4 separate regions of the Mus musculus genome follow, and regions 1, 3 and 4 are each linked to region 2. The links are chromatin contacts, called in public targeted proximity ligation maps. All regions are on one chromosome and are shown on one strand. The core of a region is the stretch at or near the end of the contact, and the rest is flanking DNA. Distances in the headings are between cores, read along the strand shown. Region 1 has its middle 15 kb from the start of Gal. Region 2 holds the start of Ighmbp2 (immunoglobulin mu binding protein 2). Region 3 overlaps Ppp6r3 (protein phosphatase 6, regulatory subunit 3). Region 4 overlaps Ppp6r3 (protein phosphatase 6, regulatory subunit 3).

Region 1 (2,889 bases), core at 314-2,813, 150 kb after region 2:
GACGCAGGAACCTCACCTGGGGAATTGCCTCCATCAGATTGGCCTGTGTGTGAATCCTCTTGATGGTTGGGTAGCTGTGGGTGGTGCCATCCCAGGAGATGGGATGGCTGTGAGCCTGACAGACCATGGTAAGCAGGAAATGGTAGCATTTGTGTCTCCTGTCTGAGCCCTGCCTGAGTCCTGCCCTGACTTCTTCTCCTCAGAGATTGAATGTGACTGGGACTTGGGAGCCAAGTCAACCCTTTCCTCTCCAAGTTGCTTTTGGTCAGGGTTTTGGCATAGAAGCTAAGTAGAACAGCCCCTAACTCAGCAAGATCTTTAAGGGGAGGGACATTTGAGAAAAGTACACAGAGGGAATCTCAGGATGTATGGAAAAATAGAACGATCCTGCATCGTGGCTCTGCGGGCACCCAGGACAGCCCATAGCAGATGGCAGAGAGAGACCGAGCAGCCCCACACCCAGGCTCCGTGGGCAACCAGGCAGCCTGTCCTGTGGCTGACAGGATCTGAGCTGGCAGCAGCAGCCTCAATCCTCACTCTGAACCGCAGTGATCATCACAGTGACCTAGAGCTCGCCAGGACTCTGAGGAGCTACAGAACGCGTCAGAAGGGTCGCAGTGTTCTCCTGGCTGTCCTGACAGCCATGGGCTTATGTAACCATCAAAGCCCATTTTTCATATTAAGTGACGCAGATGCCCTGCCAGGTCGTAAATGACTCTGCCGATCTCCCAGCCTCACCAGCTTGTCAATGTTACAGATTTGGGAAACTGAATTTTGTAAAAAAAAAAAAAAAAAAAATCAAATTACTTTTGGAAGGATTTATAAAGAGTCAGTATTTTGAAGATAATATTCCCTCTAGTTCCCCCCCCCCAAGAGGGGGTTTTCTATAGCTCAGGCTGGCCTCCAAATTGCTCCGTAGCTAAGGATGGCCCTTACAGCCAAGGGACTTGTTTTGGAAATACTTAATAACAATAACTTTCTAATCACAGATCTCTCTCTTTCCCTAACAAATTTGGTTTCCCCAACAAAGCAAGCCTTTTTTCTTGCTGCCCTTCATGGCATTTTCTTTAAAACAAAACTAAGACCTCACCAACCAAGCCCCATGCCTGATGACCAGAGTCCGATCCCCAGAGAATCCATGAGGCAGAAGGGGAGAAGCAGCTGTGTGCTTGTGTTCCTGCCAAACAATTCAGTAAAAAAGCACTAACAGTTTTACTGAAAAGACAGAAAGGAAGAAAAAAGCAGCAGGCAGGGACTGCCACTCAGTGGAGAGAATGTTTACCTGGCACACAGACCCCAGGTTCCTTCTCAGAATGAAGGAAAGAACAATGGAAATCAAATTGTAAAGAAAGCCCCACACCATGCCTAACAGGGCTTTGTCTCTCACAGAGGTGAGCGGGACTCCTTGCCCTGAGGCTGCAGAGATGGCTCAGAGGCTAAGAGCTTAGTTTCCAACACCAGTGTGGCAGCTCACTGTCACACTCCAGTCCCAGGGCAACTAGGACCCTCGTCTGATCTCTGAGAAAATCCAAACACACATGCAAGGCCACAGATGGCGATGACAAAATTGACTGAGGCACAGTGCATGCTGGGTAGGGGCGGGGTGCTCAGCCTCCCAGCAGGACCAGAGCTGAGGGCTGTGGTCTCACTGACTGACTGTTCTGGAAACCCGTTTTGCTCTTCGAAGGAAGCTTGGTTCAGCTGTGTGGCATTTGAGACTCTGTCTTGGACTGTTTTTTTAAAGATTTATTTATTTTATTTTATGTGTCTTGTCGTTCTCCCTGCCTGTATGTATGTATATCATGTGGATGGCTGGTGTCTTGAGAAGCCAGAAGGACAACAGATCCCCAAGGATTGGAGTTACAGATAGTTGTAAGCTGCCATCTGGATGCTGGGAATCGAACCCAGGTCCTCTGAAGAGTAGCCAGCACTCTTACCCATTGAGCCATCACCTCCATCTCAAAACCTAATTAAGCAAAATAAAAATAATGAGTTAAGTGTGGTAGGGCATTCCTATAATCCTAACACTCAGGAGGTCAGCCTGAGCTACATATGGAGACCCTGTGTCAAAAAGAGGAGTTGGTAAAGAAGTGGCTCGGTGGGTGAAAGGGTTCATTGTGGCATCGTGGGCATTAGAGCATATGGACTTGGCTCTGTGCCAAAGCACCTGTCCTGTCAGCCTGTGGTGGCGCACGCCTTTAATCCCAGCACTCAGGAGGCAGAGGCAGACAGGTTCAAGACCAGCCTGGTCTACAGAGTGAGTGCTAGGACAGAAAGGGCTACATAGGAAAACCAAACTGAACCATCCAAACCAAACCAAACCCAACCCAAACAAGAGCATGTGTTCTTGCAGTAGACCTGAGTTCAGTTCCCAACACTCACAGCCATCTCTAGCTCCAGGTCCAGTTCCAAGGGCTCAGATGGCCTCTTCTGACCTCCAGGGGCACCAGGCATGTATGTGCACATACATACATTCATACACGGAGGCAAACATCTGTGCACATTAAAACCAGCAAGCAGGGCAGGGCTACATACAGGCCTCTAACCCCACTGCTAGGGCCTGGAGGCAGGAGGATTGTGGCTGCCAGCGTAGGTCCAGGTTCCGTGAGAGGTGTTGACTCAAAGGACAGAGCCGGATGTAAGACGTCCTCTGTGCAGGTACCACACACTCTTGTGCACACATTTGCACATGCATGCACACACATGTGCAGGTAACACACACACACACACACACACACACACACACACACACAGCTGGGCTGGCTTACTCTGGTGTTCTTAGCAGTGAGGAAGCGGTGGCAGAAGAGCCGGGGTTTCACACCAGCCTCAGCTGCACAGTGAGTCCCCGGCATGGGTACCTGAGACCTTGTCTTAAAATATAAAACTAAG
Region 2 (3,309 bases), core at 59-2,558:
CTACCTCTCCCCCACACCCCACGGGACAGGTACTGCCTAACTTGCTCCAAGTCAGCCAACACAGAATCTTATCATGTCTCTTTGCCATCTGCCATCTGTCTTTTGGGGCCCTCCCATTTATACCTGACTCTCTCTCTGCTTCTTACCACCAACACCCTAAGTGTGGTTCAAGGTCCCAGTTTGGCTTAAAGCATATCGCTTCATTCTCACAGCAAGCACATGGTGTGGGAATCACATGCCTTCACAGACATGTATGGGAAGGCCTAGTACACAATTCCATAGTCACACAGCCACAACAGCAAAACCTCTCCCTCATCATGACTGACAGACTCTCAGTCAACCAATCTACAGATTACACATCTGTAATCTCACAGACTGACTTCACGTCCTGCCTCCACGTGGGTTACCCTGGGTCAGTTACTTCGCCAGCCTTTGTCTATCCTTAGGGAAATGCATTACAGGAACTGCACTGTGGGATAGAGAAGTGGTGGCTCTGTCTGTTGCAGGCCTGTAGATATTCTCCTGAAACAACATGGCTCTTCAGGAATGCTCAGGCACCATACATGACATAGGCTTCATTAACTTTCCTCTAGGAAGCTGCTCTCTGGCACACCCCACTCCCTGGATCCCGAAGAAAACTTGTCCCACTCCCCATCTAGCACTGACCATCCTGTTAAGTCTCTCTCTTTCTTTCTTTCTTTCTTTCTTTCTTTCTTTCTTTCTTTCTTTTTCTCTCTCTCTCTCTTTTTTTTCCCTTGGGGTGGGGGGCCTCACTACAGGGTCTCCTGTAGCCCGGGTTGACTTCAAATTGGCTACGTAGCCAAAATGTGATCTTGAACTCCCGATCCTTTTGCCTCGACGCCCCGAAGTGACGCTGCTGTGCGGTCTTCTCCTAGGGCTGTCTCTGTGTGTTAGCCATTCACCCAGCCAACACTAGACTGGCTCCAGGCGGTAACTAAGGAGAGCTACAGAGGGCCTGGGACCTGCGGCCAAACTTACCTGCGCTCCTCCACCTCGGCGTCCCGCTCCAGCTCCAGCAGCTGTAGCTGCTGGGCCACGAAACTCTCCACGGTGGACGAGGCCATCTGCTCCGCGATGCAGCCCCTGACTGATGCTTCCTGCTCGGCCAGTTTAGTCCTGTGGGACCCGAGTTCCAGTCGGACCGTGTTCCCCACTGGACCAGAATCCGCAAAAGGCCCTGCGCTCCCAGCCAGGGCGCGGATTCCCGGCCGGTCCGTTTCCTGCGTTCCCCGCCAAGCCAGTGATTGCAGTAGGATCCCTGTTTCCCTGCTCCAGGTGTTCCCTACTGAGTTTGTGTGTTGACGCACAAGGTTCGCGCTGCTTCCGCTTCCGGTTGGGACTGTGGAAACATGGCTGCTGCCATAGCGGCCTCGGCATTGCCGGGCGCCTTCGGGCGGCTGGTGTCTGTGTGTAGCCGTAGCATCTTGGCATCCCAGGGATCCGGATCAGGTGAGACCAGGGAGGCCTGGTGAGGGAAGAAGCTAGCGGTGCTTCCGCCGTCTGCCGCCCGTGTGTCTGAGTCCACCTTGGCTCCTGGTGTGTTGGTTATGAGAGTCGTGAATATGGCACAGGGTTTGGAGTACGAGAACCTGGGATGAGAACGTGGTTCCTTCCGTTCATTGCTTAATACTGAGAAGTGCTCTTAAACTTAAGTGTAGGTCCTATAGTACAGGGACACAAATGGGTGTAGACAAATGACCTACCCAGGGTCATACAATGGGGATGTAAAGAAAGCGAGTTAGAAGCTGCTAAGTAGAGCATGGGTGTGGACAGTTGTCCTCGGGCTGCTAGCCACCCTCGGATCAGGAAAAAAAAAAATGACGTTGAAGAAAGGAGTGAGTGATTTTAATGTTAGTCTATCTTGAAACATAACAAGTAATGTGCCCTTAGTTTTGTTGACCCAGACCTTTTAGTTTGTGTATGTGTTATGTGTATGTATGTGTGCAGGTGGGTGTACATGCCCGTGTGGAGACCAGATGATGATGTCAGGTGGACACTGTTGTGTTCGACCTTTTCAGTTTCTTTCTTTATTTTTTTTTAAGACTTATTGTGATGTTTGTTTCGGGGGGGGGGGGGGAGGGTCCTTTCTGTGCATTTAAGTGAAGGTGCCTTTGGAGTCCAGAAGAGGGGGTCAGATGTTAATCCATAGATGATAGGAGAAAGGCCACCAACTCAAATCATCGTAGCCAAATTAATTAAAGCAAGCTTTTTCACTTGGGTATGCAGGCTGCCTCCACCTAAGACAGGGTTCAGGAGGTCAGCATTGGACACCCCTGAAATCAGGGTTTCTATAGTTCAGGGATAGGAGGTTTCCAAATGGGGGTGAAGCAGAACATAAGCGTAACCGGTTGGTCACAATAACCTTCTGAAACAAAAGTGCAGTTGCAAGGTAGTCGTAACAACAGGTTGTAATAATAACTTTGAAACAAAGGCATAGTTGCCGTTTTCCGGGACAGGTGGTATAAACCCATTTGTAGTTAAGGTGTGGCATAACCCAATCCTTGAGAAACAGATTTAATCATAAACAGAAATGAATCTACTTTTTCTCTACTATAAGATGGCTTTCCAGCTTAAGATAGAAGTATGCTGGTTTATCACAGATCCCTGGAGCTAGAGATGCAGACACTTGAGGCCTTCCATGTGGGTGCTGGGAACCAAACTTTATCTTCTACACGAACGGCAGCTACTCTTCCACTGACCTATTTCTCCAACCCCTCTCCACCTTATTTCTAAAGGTTTCTCAGTGAATCTGGAGCTGGCTATTTGGTTAGACTGGCTAACCAACAAGCCCTCAAGATCTGTTTGTCTCCACCCCCAGTGCTAGGGTAACAGAAGTACCTGGCATTTTATTTTAGTGCTGGTGACCTGAACTCAGGTTCTTACAGTGGGATAGCAGACACTTTACCCACCGAGCCATCCCCAGTGCTCCCCTGGACTGTTCACAGACAAGTTGTAATACAGTAGGTTAAACCATATGCTAGCAACAGATCTTTACATGTCATCAGAGTAACTACCCACCATGTTTCTCTTCTTACAGCCTCCCTCTGGTCTGCTTCTCGAAGGTTCAATTCACAGAGCGCTTCATATCCACAAGGGTAAAAATATCAAAATGTGGGTTTGGTGATTTTTCCACTTATCTGTAAATGTTACCTTCCAGTTAAAAGGTCTCTACATTTGAGGCTGGGTGTGATGGCAGACTTGGTAGCATAAGTCTTTAATCCCAGCACTTAGGAGGCAGAGGCATATGAACAGCCAGAGCTACACAGAAAAACCTTGTCTTTAAAATAA
Region 3 (3,216 bases), core at 399-2,898, 240 kb after region 2:
CATGATAGCAGAAGTTCCTATGTGCTTTATAATGAGATCCACAAAATCACGCTTCTTTTTCAAGAAATCCACAATCTAGAGGAAAACAAATCAAACTGAAAGATACATAACTTCAGATATACAATCTAGAATAACCAACATTTCTCAAATCCTGCTAGATAGCTTAAGAGCAAGCAAGCAAGCAGGTACCGAATCGGCAAGCACATGGGGAATCTGGCTAACAGCTGCAATATTCAAAACCCTTAAAGTTGACATGCATCCCCATTACAAATGAAGCTGACTGAACCTTTGCCTTCTGTTTATTTTCATTGTTCATTCCCTAGCAACAGCTATCTACAAACCTACAAACAGCTAAAGAACATACAATTTGGGGCGGGAGATGGTTTAGCAATTAAGAGCACCGGCTGCTCTTCTAGAAGACCCAGATTCAATTCCCAGCATCCACATGTTGGCTCACAACCAGCTGTGACTCCAGTTTTGGGGTGAGTCAACACCCTTTTCTGGCCTTGGTGGGCACCAGACATATACATGGTGCACATACATGTAGGCAAAACACCCATATACATAAAATGAAACAAATATTTAAAAAATACATATACTACTTTATGAAACAATCCTATAAGACTTAAAATTAAAATGCAGAATATTTTAAAACGAAGGGAGATTCAAAGCAAAGCTGTTTCTAAGTAGCTAACCTGCCTGGTCACAAGGTGATTTAGGCTGCACTGCTGCATGTATGACTAACAGGAGGTTGGGAAGAGGGGGCTGTGCTGAGTGGGAAAGAACTTGGAATGCAAATGATGCTCTGTCCTGCACCACTTCCTATGTCTTCTTATTTGTGTCAGTGAGCCAACAGCATCTATTAAAACTCCACCACACGTCCTAGGAGAGCTTAGCAAAGTGGTAGAGTTTTTTGTTTCTTTTTTAAAGATTTACTTGTTTATTTATGTATATGAGTACACTGTAGCTGTCTTCAGACACACCAGAAGAGGGCACTGGATCCCATTTACAGATGATTGTGAGCCACCATGTGGTTTCTGAGAATTGAACTCAGTACCTCTGGAAAAACAGTCAGTGCTCTTAACCACTTAGCCATCTCTCTAGCCCGATAGGGTTTTTGTTTCTGCTACAAATTTTCACTAAGCCCTGGAAGGTGAAGATTCATTGTTCTAGATGAGAAATCCTAGGCTCAGACATGTTAGTATCTGCTACAAGTGAAAGGAAACTGTCCTGGGATTTAAACTAAGATCTGCATGCCATGAGAGTCACAGGACTGCTACTGAGCTGCACAAAGAATGTTAACAGCCAGAAAGAACAGCTAGAACTACAACTGCCAAGTAACTTCAAAATGAGTCACTATACTGTTTGTGTAGACGATGTCAAATGGACACACCTCTTCAAGGAGTGGCAGCCATGCCAGTCACAGCTGAGTTCTACAGTAGTCTTTGAAAGGCAGCAAGAGAGAAGGAAAAAGTCACACATGACCAACTACACATGACCAAACTACACCCTCATTTCATGGCAGAAACATTGGTCCTAGAGCCTACACGCACAAAGCTTAGCTGGTGCTATGAACAATACAGCATGGACCACAAGCCGATTTCATTGTCGAAGACTAAACCATTCAACACTGCCAACAGTTGGACACCCTGTTCTAAAGGCTGATTACACCATGTGAATGTGGACTTTTGTCAGCACTGGCAGTGCCTAAGTCCTAACCAACACTACCAAGCAACAGGAAACAAGCTTTTATTAAAAGACAAAAGCAGCTACATAAGCAACACTGCTGTACTCTCATTATCATCCAAGGACTTGAGGCTAGAGAGACAAGGAGCAACCAGGTGACAGACAGGACTCTTCTTCATTCAGGGTTCAACTGACACACATCATCATTGTCAGACAGATAATACAACTGACTGAGCTCTGGTATCAATAACACAGAGATTCAGAAATTCTTCCACGTATTTTCATGATTTGTCTTATATACACCAGAAATCATAGCTCCTCAGCCTGGGTCTAACAGCAGATATAAGATAAAAACATAAGCCGGGCGTGGTGGTGCACACCTTTAATCCCAGCACTCGGGAGGCAGAGGCAGATGGATTTCTGAGTTCCAGGACAGCCAGGGCTACACAGAGAAACCCTGTCTCGAAAAACCAAAAAATAAATACAAAATAAAAAAAGATAAAAACATAATGAAGCATGCCTTACTGATGGAGGCACCCATCTCTGAACTAACTGTGCCAGGGTATATGATGGCTTGCAATTGCCAATGATATTTTGATTGCTATGTGGAGGGCAGAATGGGAGACATTTACACTACTGAGACCATAACTTAGGGATTGTGATTCAAGGCAAAGGATCTTCCTACCAACACACTTGGGAAAGTTGCCCTTGTATTCAAATAAAAACCTTACCTGAACACAAAGAACACCATCTTTCTAAAATAAAACATGGTCCCTGACTTAACAGAGAACAGAACATAATGGGCCCAAAATAGTTTCAGTTCTATCATGTGTGCCGACCACAGAGCAAGACCAAGTAACTGGAGACTACTGCCCACCATGAAGAGTAAACAGCAGGTCTGAATGGCTTGACCATGCTCATCTCTGCTTGCTGCAACTGATCTGTCAGCTTGCACTCAGCATCCGCTGCTCTAGCTGTTTCTTGGAAGTGAGCTCTTGCACCTTCACAACAATATCCACTAGAGAAATGGTTCTCCAATTCCAGCAGGCAATAGCATGAACTGAAATGAAAGATGCGCTAGAAACCCCCACTGTCAAGACTCCTGCACAGCAATCTTTTAAAAAAATCTCAGTAGATGCTGTTGACACTGATCCAAAGGTCACACTTGGTGAACCATTCCTTGGGAACGGCATTTCCACGTAAGTCTGAATTAGAAAGGAAAAGGTGTCAAGGGGTGGTATCTATAAGAATACTGAGATGTATTATCCAGTGCGATAGACTAGGACTGCTGAGACACAAGGGCATCCAGGTATCTAAGCTAAAATACATTACCAAAGTGTAAAAAGCACTAGTCAGGAGGAATTCATCTTCAGGAATACCTGATTCTAGCTTCTCTTGAGATCATCATTAGGGAACTAAACAAAGCCAACTGTTAAATCCAAAGGGTCATTAGATATGTACTCAGATTCAACCTGCTACTCTCACAAAAATGCTTGTGATTATGTGTCCAGAGAAGAAATCAAAGTCTGC
Region 4 (3,195 bases), core at 473-2,972, 190 kb after region 2:
TGTTTGCACTGCTGGACTCAAACAGGTCTTGTTTGGCCCCATCTTCTTCTTCAGAGTCTGTACTTTCTTCACTGTCCGTACTGCCAGAGCTATAAAACAACACTGCAATTTTTAAGGCTGTTTCATCAGAGACCAGCCGTGTCCAGAAAACTTTAAAGATCACCTACAGTGTAAAAGCACACTGCTCTTCAATTGGACCATGTTCGCCTATGACTGCTTCATAGAGGAAGGTTTGATATGTGCCAAAGGTGCTAAGAATCTTTCTAGACCTTTCTTTTGTTCTTTTTTTTCCCCCCAAGACAGGACTTCTCCATGTAGTCTTGGCTGTCTTTGAATCCAAGAGATCTGCCCACCTGGGATTAAAGGTATGCTCAACTACTGCCTGGCCCAAATCCTTCCTTCTCATCATCCTGTACACACCAGAGCTTAGGATGTTGACTTCCACTGTCTATGTACAAACTCCTGATATGGCTTCTGGTTTGAAAAAAAGTTTTTCTGAACTAGGAGGATGTTGCTGACGAGACACTTTTTGCAGGACAGAGATGGTTCTGTGAGTAAAAGTGCTTCCTGTCAAGCCTGACAAGCTAAATTTGACCCCCCAGGATCGGTAACCAAAAACAAACAACAAACAAACAAACACTGATCACTCCAAGATGCAAGCACAAACATGTCTACCCTAAATAAACAAACAAACAAACAAACAAATAAATAAAATTTCATTAAGTTACTTGCAAAGGAAAACCAAGTTAAAAGAAAAGAAGAAAAAAAGAACATGGGATCAACTTCCATGGCTCTTGTGTAAAGAGTCATGCTGCTAAAGGCAGAGTGGACCAGAACATCTTCCCTTTTATTATTTTTTGCTTGTTTATTTAATGTATGTGGGTGTTTTGCTTGCACCATTTCTGTGCCTGGTACCAATAAAGGCCAGAAGAGGGCACTGGATCCCTCAGAACTGAAGTTGCTATGGCTACAAGCTGTCCTGTGGTACTGGGAATCTAACTCAGGTCTTCAGAATAAACAGCAAGTGTTCGTAAGCACTGGCTCATCTCTCTAGTCCTCCATCCATCCATTTTTTTTTCCTTTTGATTTTTTTGAGATGGGGTTTCTCTGTGTAGCCCTGGCTGTCCTGGAACTCATTCTGTAGACCAGGCTGTCCTCTAACTCCGAAATCTGCCTGCCTCTGCCTCCATTTATTTTTTTAAATACTTAATTATTTTGTCCTGCAAGTTCAGCTTACATTGGTGGTGCCATGTGCAAGTCTCATGAAAATCACTTGGCATGGCAAGCCGTGGCTCACCTGGACCTCCTCTGGGATTCGGGAGTAAATGCAATGTGCTTCTCCTCCCAGATATCCTCTTCATCAGAGCCGCCATCATCAAATTGTTGTATCCGTTCTTTACAACATGCTTCAAACAGGGCAATATTTCCCTACAGAAAAAAAGTAAAGAAAAGAGAAAAATACAACTGAAGTCAGAACTGTTTTCTCTCCCAAATTACCAGGGAAAATTGTGTTTTTATATTTGCTTTTCAAAAAATGGTACCTATTACATATGCCCAAATCAAGCATAAACATAAAAATAAAATGTTAGCTTCTGTGTAAGTAACAAAAAATTCCTGAGAAAGATTGGATTTAGCATGAAAAAGGCCTGAATATGAGCTCACTTGTTCCTCACAGGACTGCCCATTTCATTCTGAGCTTCCTCTTTGATCAAAGATAAGTCTTCAATATGACCAACAAGGAAATGACATGGGTCCTTCCTGTTACCAGCCCAGGAAGTCATAAAGAGCTGCTATAACCTGACGAGTTATTCTACCTCACCAACAGCAAGTAAAAGTAGATTCTCATGATATTCAACCTAAAATCAGAACGGCCCCATTAAAATGCCACAAATGTCTTGTTTGTAAGAGAAGCCTGGCAGAGAGCTTGATATTGACCCAAGTTATGTTCTTTTCATGCAACAGAGATGAGAAACCAAGGCCAAATGTCTGTGGTACAATCACAGTGGCAGGGTCCTATTAGCCAAGGTTGCAAACTCCTACTTGCAGGTCCAGGCAGACATAATGTGATGATACTCATTAGGATAACTGGGATGTGGGATCCCATAGGGCAAAAGAGCCTACAGCTCGGGACAACCATCTGCAGCCTCCGGCAACACTCAGCACAATTCTCCACTTCTCCAGAGGCACAGCACGACAGAAAGCGTTTATACTCACACTTTCACAACACAACACAACACACAACACAACACAACACAATTCTCCACTTCTCCAGTGGCAGAGCACAACAGAAAGCGTTTATACTTACACTTTCATTTGTATTGAGAGTAAAGTTGATATCTGACACCCGATCAAAAGAAACACTATAAAGAAAACATAAGAAGAATTGTTGTCATCCATAGGTGGCTATAAACAGTGCTCTGAAATCCTCAAAATTTCAAGTATTTCTATTATCAATGCACTCTCGGTGAGTAATGCACAAACCCTCCGTGCTGTATTCAATGGTGCCCTCCCTGGTACTAAAGAGTGGATACAGGGAAGAGTTGAGATGGGAGCAGTGGAGATGATGCTTTGAGGCCGTGACAGCCTTTCAACAACACATTTCTAACTTCTGTGCTAATTATGGTTGCAAGGATCACATCAACAAAACCAAGAAAAAAGCTTCCAAACAATCAAGTCCAAACATGAAAAAGCACAAAAGCATTGTTAGGTACTAGGACCGATTCGTACATGAAACACACAGGCAATCCTGCCATCCTGCCTCCTTGAAAGCATGACAGGGATGGGTAAAAGCAGCCATGATGAGCTACATGATTATAAATGGTGGGACAATGTTATTAATCATCAAAGCTCCATTCTAACCAGTTATCAGGCTAAGCATTTGTTCTAAAAGAGAATGTCAATTCTGAACTAGTAAAACTAGAGTCCAGATGGGAAAAATCCAAGATGTCAAGAGGAGATGGGGTAGGGATGAGGGTCTGTGTGTGTGTCTGTGTGTGTGTGTATTCTGATCCTATGTAGATTGTTCACATAGCAAACAGATAAATGCCTTGTATAGTGTTTTTCTTTCTGGATAGAAATAAGCCAATGAGGGAGGTCGCTGGGTGTCTTAGTGCATGCTGTTCACAGTAGAGCCTCTGCTCCAGACTGCCTGTAGAGCATGTTCATGCAGTGCACTGTGAAAAGATTTTAGCTTCC

Evidence for each region.
Region 1: a targeted proximity ligation map of the SCID.adh cell line shows a contact between it and region 2, with 12 read pairs. A contact is called at or near these places in 9 of 39 promoter capture datasets (the C10 cell line, cranial neural crest, embryonic stem cells and 6 more), 67 of 484 Hi-C or Micro-C datasets (the 3T3-L1 cell line, the 63-12 cell line, the AML12 cell line and 44 more), 21 of 130 datasets of targeted methods (the 230-238 cell line, the NIH/3T3 cell line, the SCID.adh cell line and 15 more) and 4 of 9 other capture datasets (adipose tissue, embryonic stem cells, liver and 1 more).
Region 3: a targeted proximity ligation map of pancreatic cancer cells shows a contact between it and region 2. A contact is called at or near these places in 1 of 39 promoter capture datasets (cranial neural crest) and 6 of 130 datasets of targeted methods (the 230-238 cell line, the NIH/3T3 cell line, the SCID.adh cell line and 3 more).
Region 4: a targeted proximity ligation map of bone marrow-derived macrophages shows a contact between it and region 2, with 2.2 times the contacts expected there. A contact is called at or near these places in 3 of 39 promoter capture datasets (the C10 cell line, cranial neural crest and frontonasal cranial neural crest), 9 of 130 datasets of targeted methods (the 230-238 cell line, the NIH/3T3 cell line, the SCID.adh cell line and 3 more) and 3 of 9 other capture datasets (adipose tissue, liver and pancreatic islet).

The regions. Positions count from the first base shown.
Region 1 is chr19:3,428,083-3,430,971 of GRCm38.p6, forward strand. No RefSeq gene overlaps it. Among named protein-coding and RNA genes, the nearest start is that of Gal, 15 kb to the left of the region's middle.
Region 2 is chr19:3,281,702-3,285,010 of GRCm38.p6, forward strand. It overlaps Ighmbp2 (immunoglobulin mu binding protein 2), which reads right to left and starts at 1,309. Exons shown (of 15, transcript NM_009212.2): 1 at 1,000-1,309. The coding sequence starts at 1,085. It overlaps Mrpl21 (mitochondrial ribosomal protein L21), which reads left to right and starts at 1,341. Exons shown (of 7, transcript NM_001347420.2): 1 at 1,341-1,470; 2 at 3,059-3,116. The coding sequence starts at 1,371.
Region 3 is chr19:3,518,308-3,521,523 of GRCm38.p6, forward strand. Ppp6r3 (protein phosphatase 6, regulatory subunit 3) reads right to left here. Exons shown (of 24, transcript NM_028999.1): 5 at 1-75. Among named protein-coding and RNA genes, the nearest start is that of Gm23940, 30 kb to the left of the region's middle.
Region 4 is chr19:3,469,674-3,472,868 of GRCm38.p6, forward strand. It overlaps Ppp6r3 (protein phosphatase 6, regulatory subunit 3), which reads right to left. Exons shown (of 24, transcript NM_028999.1): 17 at 2,306-2,360; 18 at 1,298-1,428; 19 at 1-89. Among named protein-coding and RNA genes, the nearest start is that of Gm23940, 19 kb to the right of the region's middle.